Linked DNA regions of Sus scrofa: region 2 is linked to region 1. The links are chromatin contacts, called in public Hi-C maps. All regions are on one chromosome and are shown on one strand. Each heading gives the region's core, a stretch centred on a gene start, on an enhancer-like site or on the middle of the called end of the contact. The rest is flanking DNA. Distances are from core to core; before and after follow the strand shown.

Region 1 (4,613 bases), core at 1,971-4,470:
TGTCCTTAAGAGCTACGTCAGATGTTTGCCAGGGCTGCCTCTCTCAGAGGTTCAAAGCTTTTGAGAGGTGGGCTGGAGTAAGGGTGAGGGTGTGAGGGCTTCATGCCTTTTCCACAAGCACCCGTTAATTCCCTGCTGCACATCTGCGCCTCGGAGGGAGGCTGCTTCTGGTCTTGCACTCTGCCTGCGGGTTTCCTCACAGTCCAGGTCTTGGGAGGGAGCCTGAGAGGGGTGCAAACTACTGCGTGTCTAGTTCCCAGAGGCTCTGTGCCATTGCGCTAGCCCCACACTAGCCCCTTAGCAATTTGCTGAAAATCATAGTTGATTCCTTCCTGTCTGTATGGATAGCAGTCCCCTGGTCCTCTTAGGCTCTGCCTTGTGAGACAGTTCTTGGGTATCCCCATCTCTGCTGGGATTTCAGGATATGTGGCTCTCTGATGGGTTCAAGAAAAGTTGGGATTTTGCTGTTTATTTTTTTTCTCATTGTTAATGTAAGAGCAACACTCTTGCTAGCTTTCTGCATCCTAGGCAAGAGCACAGCTGACCAGTGGGTTTTAATATAGTCTAGTGGCAAAAGTTCATTAACGATATTTCAGGTTGTACATTGCAGCCAGTCTTTAAGAATCCACCACTTTTCTTCAAAAAACTTGAAATAGAACTACTATGTGATCCAGCACTTCCACTTCTCGGCGTGTATCTGAAGAAAATAAAAACACTAACTCAGAAAGATACATGCACGCCAGTGTTCATAGCGGCATTATTTACAATAGCCAAGATATGGAAGCAACCTAAGGCATCTATCCTCAGATGAATGGATAAAGAAAATGTGGTGTGTGTTTGTGTGTGTATGTGAAAAAAAATGTAAAATGGAATATTACTCAGCCATAAAAAAGAATGAAATTTTGCCATTTGTGGCAACATGGTTGGACCTGGAGGATATTATGCTTAGTGAAATAAGTCAGACGGAGAAAGGTAAATACTGTATGTTACCACTTATGTGTGGAATCCAAAAAATACACAAATGACTATAACAAAACAGAAACAGACTCACGGTATACGGGATACGGTGGGAAAAGGGAAGGGGAAGGGGCAAATTAAGGACAGGAGATTAAAGGGATATAAACTACTTGTATAAAACAGGTAATCTACAAGGATATATTGTGCTGCACAGGAAATATAGCCAATATTTTATAATAACCTTATTTTTGTCATTTTTATTTTTTAATTTTTTATTTTTTTTGGTCTTTTTGCCATTTCTGGGGCCACTCCCGCGGCATATGGAGGTTCCCAGGCTAGGGGTCAAATCGGAGCTGTAGCCTCCGGCCTATGCCAGAGCCACAGCAATGTGGGATCCGAGCTGCGTCTGCAACCTACACCACAGCTCACGGCAACGCCGGATCGTTAACCCGCTGAGCAAGGGCAGGGATCGAACCCGCAACCTCATGGTTCCTAGTCGGATTCATTAACCACTGCGCCGCGATGGGAACTCCTATTTTGTTTATTTTTATTGTTCGTTTTTGTTTTTGTTTTTTTGTCTTTTTAGGGCCACACCCTTGGCACATGGAGGTTCCCAGGCTAGGTGTCAAATCAGAGCTACAACTGCTGGTCTACACCACAGCTCATGGCAACGCCGGATCCTTAACCCACTGAGCGTGGCCAGAGATCAGACCTGCATCCTCATGGGTACTAGTCAGTTTCGTTTTCTCTGTGTCATGATGAGAACTCCTATAATAACTTTAAATGGAGTGTAATCTATAAAATTTCTGAATCACCTATACTATATCATACATGCGAAACTAATATAATACTGTAAATCACCTAAACTTCAATTAAAAAAAAATTTTTAAAGAATCTATAACTTTTCAAATTTTGATGTAGTTTCAAAAAGGATTATCAGTAAGTACATAAAAAGGATGTTAAAATATTTCTTTTTAACTCCCAGTCTGGGAGTTCCCATTCCAGGAGGATGCAGATTCGATCCCTGGCCTCGCTTAGTGGGTCAAGGATCCGGCATTGCTCTGAGCTGTGGTGTAGGTCACAGATGTGGCTCAGATCCTGCATTGCTGTGGCTGTTGTGTAGGCCGGCAGCTGCAGCTCCAATTCAACCCCTAGCCTGGGAACTTCCATAACTACCAATCTGTGTGAGGCCAGATTTCCATCATATTTTTCAACTGAAACAACATTATCATAACAGATTCAATACAGAATCTCCCTAGTTGAGGGAGATATAGTTATTTTTCATAAAAATATGTGGTTTATGCTCACATGTAATGGACTTACATGTTACTTTAACATAAGTTAAGAGATAAATTTTTTTTAAACATTTCAGTTTCATTTTCCAATATGGTATGTGTCAATAGCTATAACCCTCACAAATAATATCTCTTGGGGGCCCTCAGTAATTTCCAAGAGTATGAAGGGACCCTAAGATAAAAAACTTTAGAAGTGCTCTTTCTGACTAACATTTCGGTGTCCACTAAGTAGACATGCAGGCAGTTTGGGGTTTTTTTGTTTGTTTGATTGCTTTTTTGTCTTTTTGCCTTTTCTAAGGCCGCTCCCATGGCATATGGAGGTTCCCAGGCTAGGGGTCGAATTGGAGCTGTAGCTACCGGCCTACACCAGAGCCACAGCAACTCGTGATCCAAGCCACATCTGCGACCTATACCACAGCTCACGGCAACGCCAGATCCTTAACTCACTGAGCAAGGCCAAGGATCGAACCCATAACCTCATGGTTCCTAGTCGGATTCGTTAACCACTGAGCCATGACTGGAACTCTGCAATTTGGCTTTGATTTGAGTGACAGCGACTCTAATCACTCTATTTGTTCATTCATTTGCTGTCAGTGCTTTCTCCCTGCTGGGTTGTGTTCTAGGCCTGGGGAGCCTGCAGCAAACAAAACAAACACCTGTGTCTTCTAGAGCTGACACCAAGTGTGACGGCCTTTTGTTTCCAGTTTCTCTATTGAGGACTTACCTTCATGACATTGGTTCACTGGTAAGCCTAATCGCTGGAAAAGAGATGTTAAATTTTGTCACATGCGTTCCATCTTTTTCTTCCCTTTTTTATGGCCATACCTGCGCCATATGTAAGTTCCCAGGCCAGGGATTGAATCTGAGCCTCAGCTGTGACTTCATGCCACAGCTATAGCAATGCCAGATACCTTAACCCACTGTGCCAGGTCAGGGATCAAACCCATGCCTCTGCAGTGACCCCTGCTGCTGCAGTCGGGTTCTTAACCCACTGTGCCACGGTGGGAACTGCCTTTCTATCTTCTGATGTGAGCATATGGTTTTTCCATTTTGATAATTACCTTAGTTTTGTTTTGAGTATTTAATCCCTCCCCCCCATTAAATACCTGCTGGGTCATGGTATATTGTCCTTTTAATGTATTGTTGAATTTTATTGTATGTTTATCTGGGACTTTCATTCCTTTTTCACAACTGAATAATATTTCTGTGTGTGTGTGTGTGTGTCCCATATTTTCTGTATCTGTTCATGTGTTCATGGACATGTGAACAGTGCTGTGATGGACACTGACATACAAATATCCGTTTGAGTCCCGGCTTTCACTTCCTTTCAGTGCATACCTAGATATGGGATTGTTGGATTGTATGGTAATTTTTAGTCATTTCAGTATTTACTCTCTTTGGAAACATTTTTTTCCGTATTGTTCAGAACTCTAATGTATTTTTCCTGTAGACAAGCCATGTTCCTGTTTTGTCTTCATTTAATCCATGCAGATGATATGTTTCAGATTAGCAGTAGTCTTGAGCTATAGTCTTAAGTTTTTGTGTTTTAGTACCTAATAATGATGATGCTGCCTCTCAAAACAAAAAACAGAAAACAAGGAAACTACGTGGTGATTTCTTTCAGTAGCACGTCCAGAAGTTGGCCTATTGGACTGTTTCCTTCCTGACCTTAGGAACACACCAGGTCCCATTTGTGTGCAACGAGGTTATTGAAAATGGTTTTAGGAAAATAGTGTTGCCAGGAAGGAACACTGAAGTTTATTATTCTTCCGCGCTCTCCCCGTATAAATTGGCATTCTCGAGGAGCCAAGAAAGAAGGTCAGGCATAACTTGTGCCATCTGCTCGTTTCCATGCTGAGGGCAGGCACAGGTTTAAACTAGAGTCTCTGGGTCTACAGAGGAAAATGCCCTTCATCACTACTGTAACTGCTCTGGCATTACCCACGTTACTCCTGCTCTCGACTGCCAGTCGTTCGTGATGGAAGGAAAATTCCATCCTTAGTCGGAGCTTGCACATGAGAAGAATGGCAGTGGTAGCTGCCGGGCACCACACGGCGGAGCGTTCTGGGTCTTAGATCCCTGACATGAAAAGTCATTCAAGTGTGTTTGGACAATGGATGGGAATTTGAAACTCTGTCTTTGTGTAAGAACTTGACCTCCTTTTTCCTTTCCTTCTTTCATCGATGGAAATGCACAATTTAGAGCAGCATGAATTCAGTGCGGTGGTGGTTCTGTCAACATTTCCATTCATAAATCCCTATTTTCAGGACTCTGTAATGTAGCTATAAAGTTTCCCTCATTCTAATTTGGACTCTGAGGTCTCCTCTGGAAGATTAGTCTTGCCAAACCCGAGATAATGCC
Region 2 (4,160 bases), core at 52-2,551, 130 kb after region 1:
ATCGAACCCGCAACCTTACGGTTCCTAGTTGGATTCGTCAACCACTGCGCCATGACGGGAACTCCCCTTCTCTGTTTCTTTACCTGCAAGCAAAGAGTGAGGAGGGTAGGGGGCTGAGCTTCGACAGCAGATATCAAACATTCACTTGCTCTAAATTCGGACTTCATCGGGTCCCAAGCAGGACAAGCATCCTTTGTTTTTTGCAAGGACACAGACTGGGCTATCATGGTGGGGACTGCGCAGGGCTCACCTCTCATCTGGCCAGGGACGTCCCCAGCCCTGGGCATTTCTCCTCTCCAGAGTTGGCACCTGCCAGCTAGGTCAGGCACAGCTCCAGCTTGAGGCTTAGCTGAAGGGCCATTAGAAACCCCCACCAGGGTAGGGTGGCTAGTGGCGGGGTGGGGACTTCCTATACTTACTGATAATCAGGGCGGTATGTGTAAGAAACATTTTTCTAGGTTTTTTTTTTTTTTTTTTTTTTTGAGAACAGCCCGGTTCTACTACTGCATGAATTCCCACTCAAATAGGGCTGCTCTGTCAATCTAAGGAGGAAGGGAGCAGCCCCCCCCCCCCCCCCCCGTCTGAAAAGCTGTGACCGCCCCCCACCAGGGAGCCCCTGGTGGCCCTTCAGAGAGCGGGTGAGCAGCCTGCTGAGCCTGCGCATCTGGTTCCAAGTCCAGTCTGCGCCCACACAGAATTTCCCTGCCCAGTGTGGCCATGGCCTGTTCAGCTACGCACCCAGGCCAGGAAGTGATGTGCGCCCCCCTCTCCCCTGGGAGCTCCCTGAGGATAAACGGAGTAGGCGCTCTTTTCCTCCGGGGCAGAAATGAGAGCCAGAAACCGACTGAGAGGCCGGCTGGCTGAGCCAAGAGGCGGCTGGAACCAAACGAGACTCATTAACTATTAATAATTTCCAGTTGTTTGCTCTCTGGGTTCGGCCGGCCCCCCGGGCCTCTGCGGGCCGGGGCTCTCCTCTGGCTGCCCCCCGACGCCAGGGCTCGGGGTGTTAGCGCCCGCTGGGCCGGGGTAGGGGGGACAAGGCGTCCTCGAGGCCCAGTGTGAGCGGGGCCGCGTGTCCGCTTGCGGCGGGGCTGTGGGCTGGGCAGAGCAAGGGTTCGGCCCGGGGACCCCCTCGCCGGGGATCCGCCGCTCCGGGCAGGCTGAGCTGCTGGCGGCGCACAGCGGGAGCGCAGCGGCCCCTGGCGCCGGCCTGGGGGCTCTGCCACTGCGGGCGGGCGGGTCGGACCCGCGGGCGGCCGGGGCGGGGCCGGGGGCGGGGCCAGGAGCCCCGCGGGCTGCAGACCCGGACGGCGCGCGGGCTGCGGGCTGCGGGCAGCGGGCAGGGAGGGCGGCCGGCGGGCAGCGGCCCCGGCCCCGCCGCGCGCACCGCCATGGTGGGCCGGCTGAGTCTGCAGGATGTGCCGGAGCTCGTGGACACGAAGAAGAAGGGCGACGGCGTCCTGGACAGTCCGGACTCGGGGCTGCCCCCCAGCCCCAGCCCCAGCCACTGGGCGCTCGCGGCGGCGGGGGGCGGCGGCGGCGCCGGGGGGGAGCGCGCGCCCGCCCCCGGGGCGCTGGAGCCCGACGCGGCGACAACCCCCGCGGCCCCGGTGAGTGGCCCCGCCTGGGCCCCTTCCTCCGATCCTTTCCATTCCCCGGCGCCCGGGCCCCGGAGACCCCCTGGCCGTCCTGTCGGCCCGCCCGGGACGCGCTGTCGGCGCCGCCACCCGCCGTCGGGACGGCATGGCCAGCGCCGGGAGCCCGGGGAGGGAGCGCGGCGAGAGCCTGGCCAGCTGGAGCCGGTGGCTGGAAAATTGTCATCGCCTGGGAGGCGCGGGAGCCCCGAGAGACTCAAGCCGCTGCCTCTCCCTTCGGGGTGGTGGCCTCCGGGGCTGCCAGGCTGCGGCTGGGCCGCATTACTGATTTGGCGGGGCTGGAGGGGTCCTGGGACCCAGAGAGAGAACTCCAGGCACCCCCGGCCTTTGACCCCGCCCTGGTGGCTCCAGCGGGCCTGCCCCCTCCTGGCCCGTCTCGGGAAGGGGGTGTGCTCGGCCTCCCCGATTCGGAGAGCGAAGGGAGCCTGCCTTGGGAAACTTTCAGTGGTCTTGGAGAGGCCCCTCTTGTCCTGTCACCTAACCCTTGTCTGGCACATGATGGGTGGGAGGCCTTTAGGTGGGTGGAAACGTTAAAAAATGAATCCTTTTATTTTAAAATTGTTATTTAAAGAAAAAAACAAACACAGGTCCCTTTTACCTTCGGAATTGCTCAGGTGGCGTTGTTTATTGCTTTTGCCTGGTGCTCAGAGGAGGCCACATCCTGCCTACAGTCAAGCTCAAAGTGGGGCTCGGAGCCTGCCCCCTCCCCCTCGAGGAGGGGTATTTACAGCCCGCTCCCCTGGAGGAAGGAGTCAGTGGAGCTGCCGCTCCTTAGGGACTCACCTACTTTGATGGTGTGTGGAATTCTTGACCACTGATCCTGTCTCTAGGGGGACAGCAGTGCCTTCTCTCATGTCCATTAGAAGGCAGCACTTGCTTCACCTTGGCCTTCAGAGCCTTGGCCCTCTGGCCCTTTCTAGCCTCATCTTCCACATCCGCTGACCACAGGCAGATACACGCTCGGGGGGCCTCTGCTGCTGCTCCCACCACCTGGCCGTGCCTTTCCCCTCCCAGGCCACCCCCTTCTCCCTCTCCCAACACCCAGCTGGCTTTTTCACCTGTCCACCCCCTGCTGGCCTTTCAGTGGCAGACCTGTCACCTTCTCTGGGAAGTCTTCTTCCTCGATGCTGCCCAGAGCCAGGCCAGAGGCCATGGCTTCGCCCCTTGCCCTGGTGACACCTTGTTGTGTCCGTGGTCACTCCTGCTGCCTGCCCCACCCCCAGCCCGCACTGGAGGAAGGTCTCTGCTCAGGGGGTGTCTATTGGGTGGGCAGCGGTGAGAGAGGAGAGAAGCCAGGGGCAAAAGAAGCCACACAGAATGCCTGTGTGGATAGCTGGCAGGCTGTTCTGTGAGTGCTGGGAGTCACCCACCTCCTCTTGGTGGCCGTGTCATCCTGCAGCCCCCAGGGCTGCCAGGAAGATGCCCGTCCACCCCAGGTTAGGGGAGGGGTGTGGCAGCCAGAGAGCTGGGAGCAGAGCAGGGCCCACTGTCACTGCTATAGTTTTTCTAAAGCTCTGCTGCAGCCGTGCCCACACCTTTCCCTCTCCCCCCACTGCCCTGAGTTCAAGCCCAGTGGGGACTTGCTCCCCTTTCCCCTCGAGGGTGCTGAGGTTGGTACCCTGAGGACCCCTGCCTCTCTCTCTCTGATCTACCTGGTCCCTTCTGGCTTTTGCATGTCCACCCTGTGGCCCCACCTGACACCTTGTCCTGGTCACATAAGCGTCTTAGAGGCAACCTTCCAGAAATGCCTGCTTCCTGGAAGACATGGAGGCGGGGCTGCCACCACCACACCTTGGCCCAAGTGTAGGTCCTTCTCTCAAATCAGCAAAGAAAGCGACAGCTCCCAGGAACCCAAAGAGCTGCCTGCTTAACACAGCAGCCCTGATTCCAGTCGGATGGGGCAAAAAACTCGCACCTGTGTGGAGGATGGGCCCCCTTGCTCCGGCTGCTTGGTGAAGCAGAAAGCCCGATGCTCTGACCCTGTTGGAAGGTGGTGCACGGCTGGGATGCTGTGCTCTGATTCTTTGAGTTTTCTGGATAGTGGAGGGTGACATAGAGAACTTTCTGGCGTTCGTCTTAACCGAGGGTTTGCAGACTGCTCCATCTGGGCTGAGCGTTGCTGTCCGCCCCAGAGGGAGGGGATGTGGGGGGAGTTGGACTGAGTCTTCAGGGTAGAAAAATCCCGGGTGGCATTTCTTTTTGTTTGTTTTGGCCTTTGCTGAAGCATTGCTGAGACAATGACAGGGTCGGGGGGCGCCTAATTGAAGGCTCTGATAGCCAGGCCCCGGCTCCAGGCCCCGTGACACCGCCTCTCTGCGGGATGATGTGGTGGCCTCGGGGTCTGGCTACGGTCATGACCCTGAGCTCGAATTTCTTTCCTCTTTTCATCCTTCCAAAAAACCCCATCAATGGCAGGGGACACGCCTGGGTGTGCAGGTAAGGTCACAGGGATAGGATGTGACTGCCGAGGGCAGGGCACACAGCACATGTATGATACACCTGGGA

The links. A called contact is a pair of places that touch in the nucleus more often than the background predicts.
Region 2: a Hi-C map of retroperitoneal adipose tissue shows a contact between it and region 1, with 2.5 times the contacts expected there. The contact joins the promoter of RFLNB here to the enhancer-like site in region 1. A contact is called at or near these places in 2 of 5 promoter capture datasets (fetal skeletal muscle and liver), 14 of 47 Hi-C or Micro-C datasets (adipose tissue, embryonic fibroblasts, fetal heart ventricle and 8 more) and 1 of 2 datasets of contacts at active chromatin or transcription factors (skeletal muscle).

The regions. Positions count from the first base shown.
Region 1 is chr12:47,169,486-47,174,098 of Sscrofa11.1, forward strand. All of the region lies in intron 4 of VPS53 (vacuolar protein sorting-associated protein 53 homolog), which reads left to right. Among named protein-coding and RNA genes, the nearest start is that of VPS53, 30 kb to the left of the region's middle. Within about 2 kb of position 3,221, at least 1 of the 83 cell types and tissues checked has an H3K27ac peak or open chromatin away from gene starts, as enhancers often do. A contact at or near this core is called in retroperitoneal adipose tissue, where this site is marked.
Region 2 is chr12:47,306,356-47,310,515 of Sscrofa11.1, forward strand. RFLNB (refilin-B) reads left to right here and starts at 1,302. Exons shown (of 3, transcript XM_003131818.4): 1 at 1,302-1,610. The coding sequence starts at 1,392.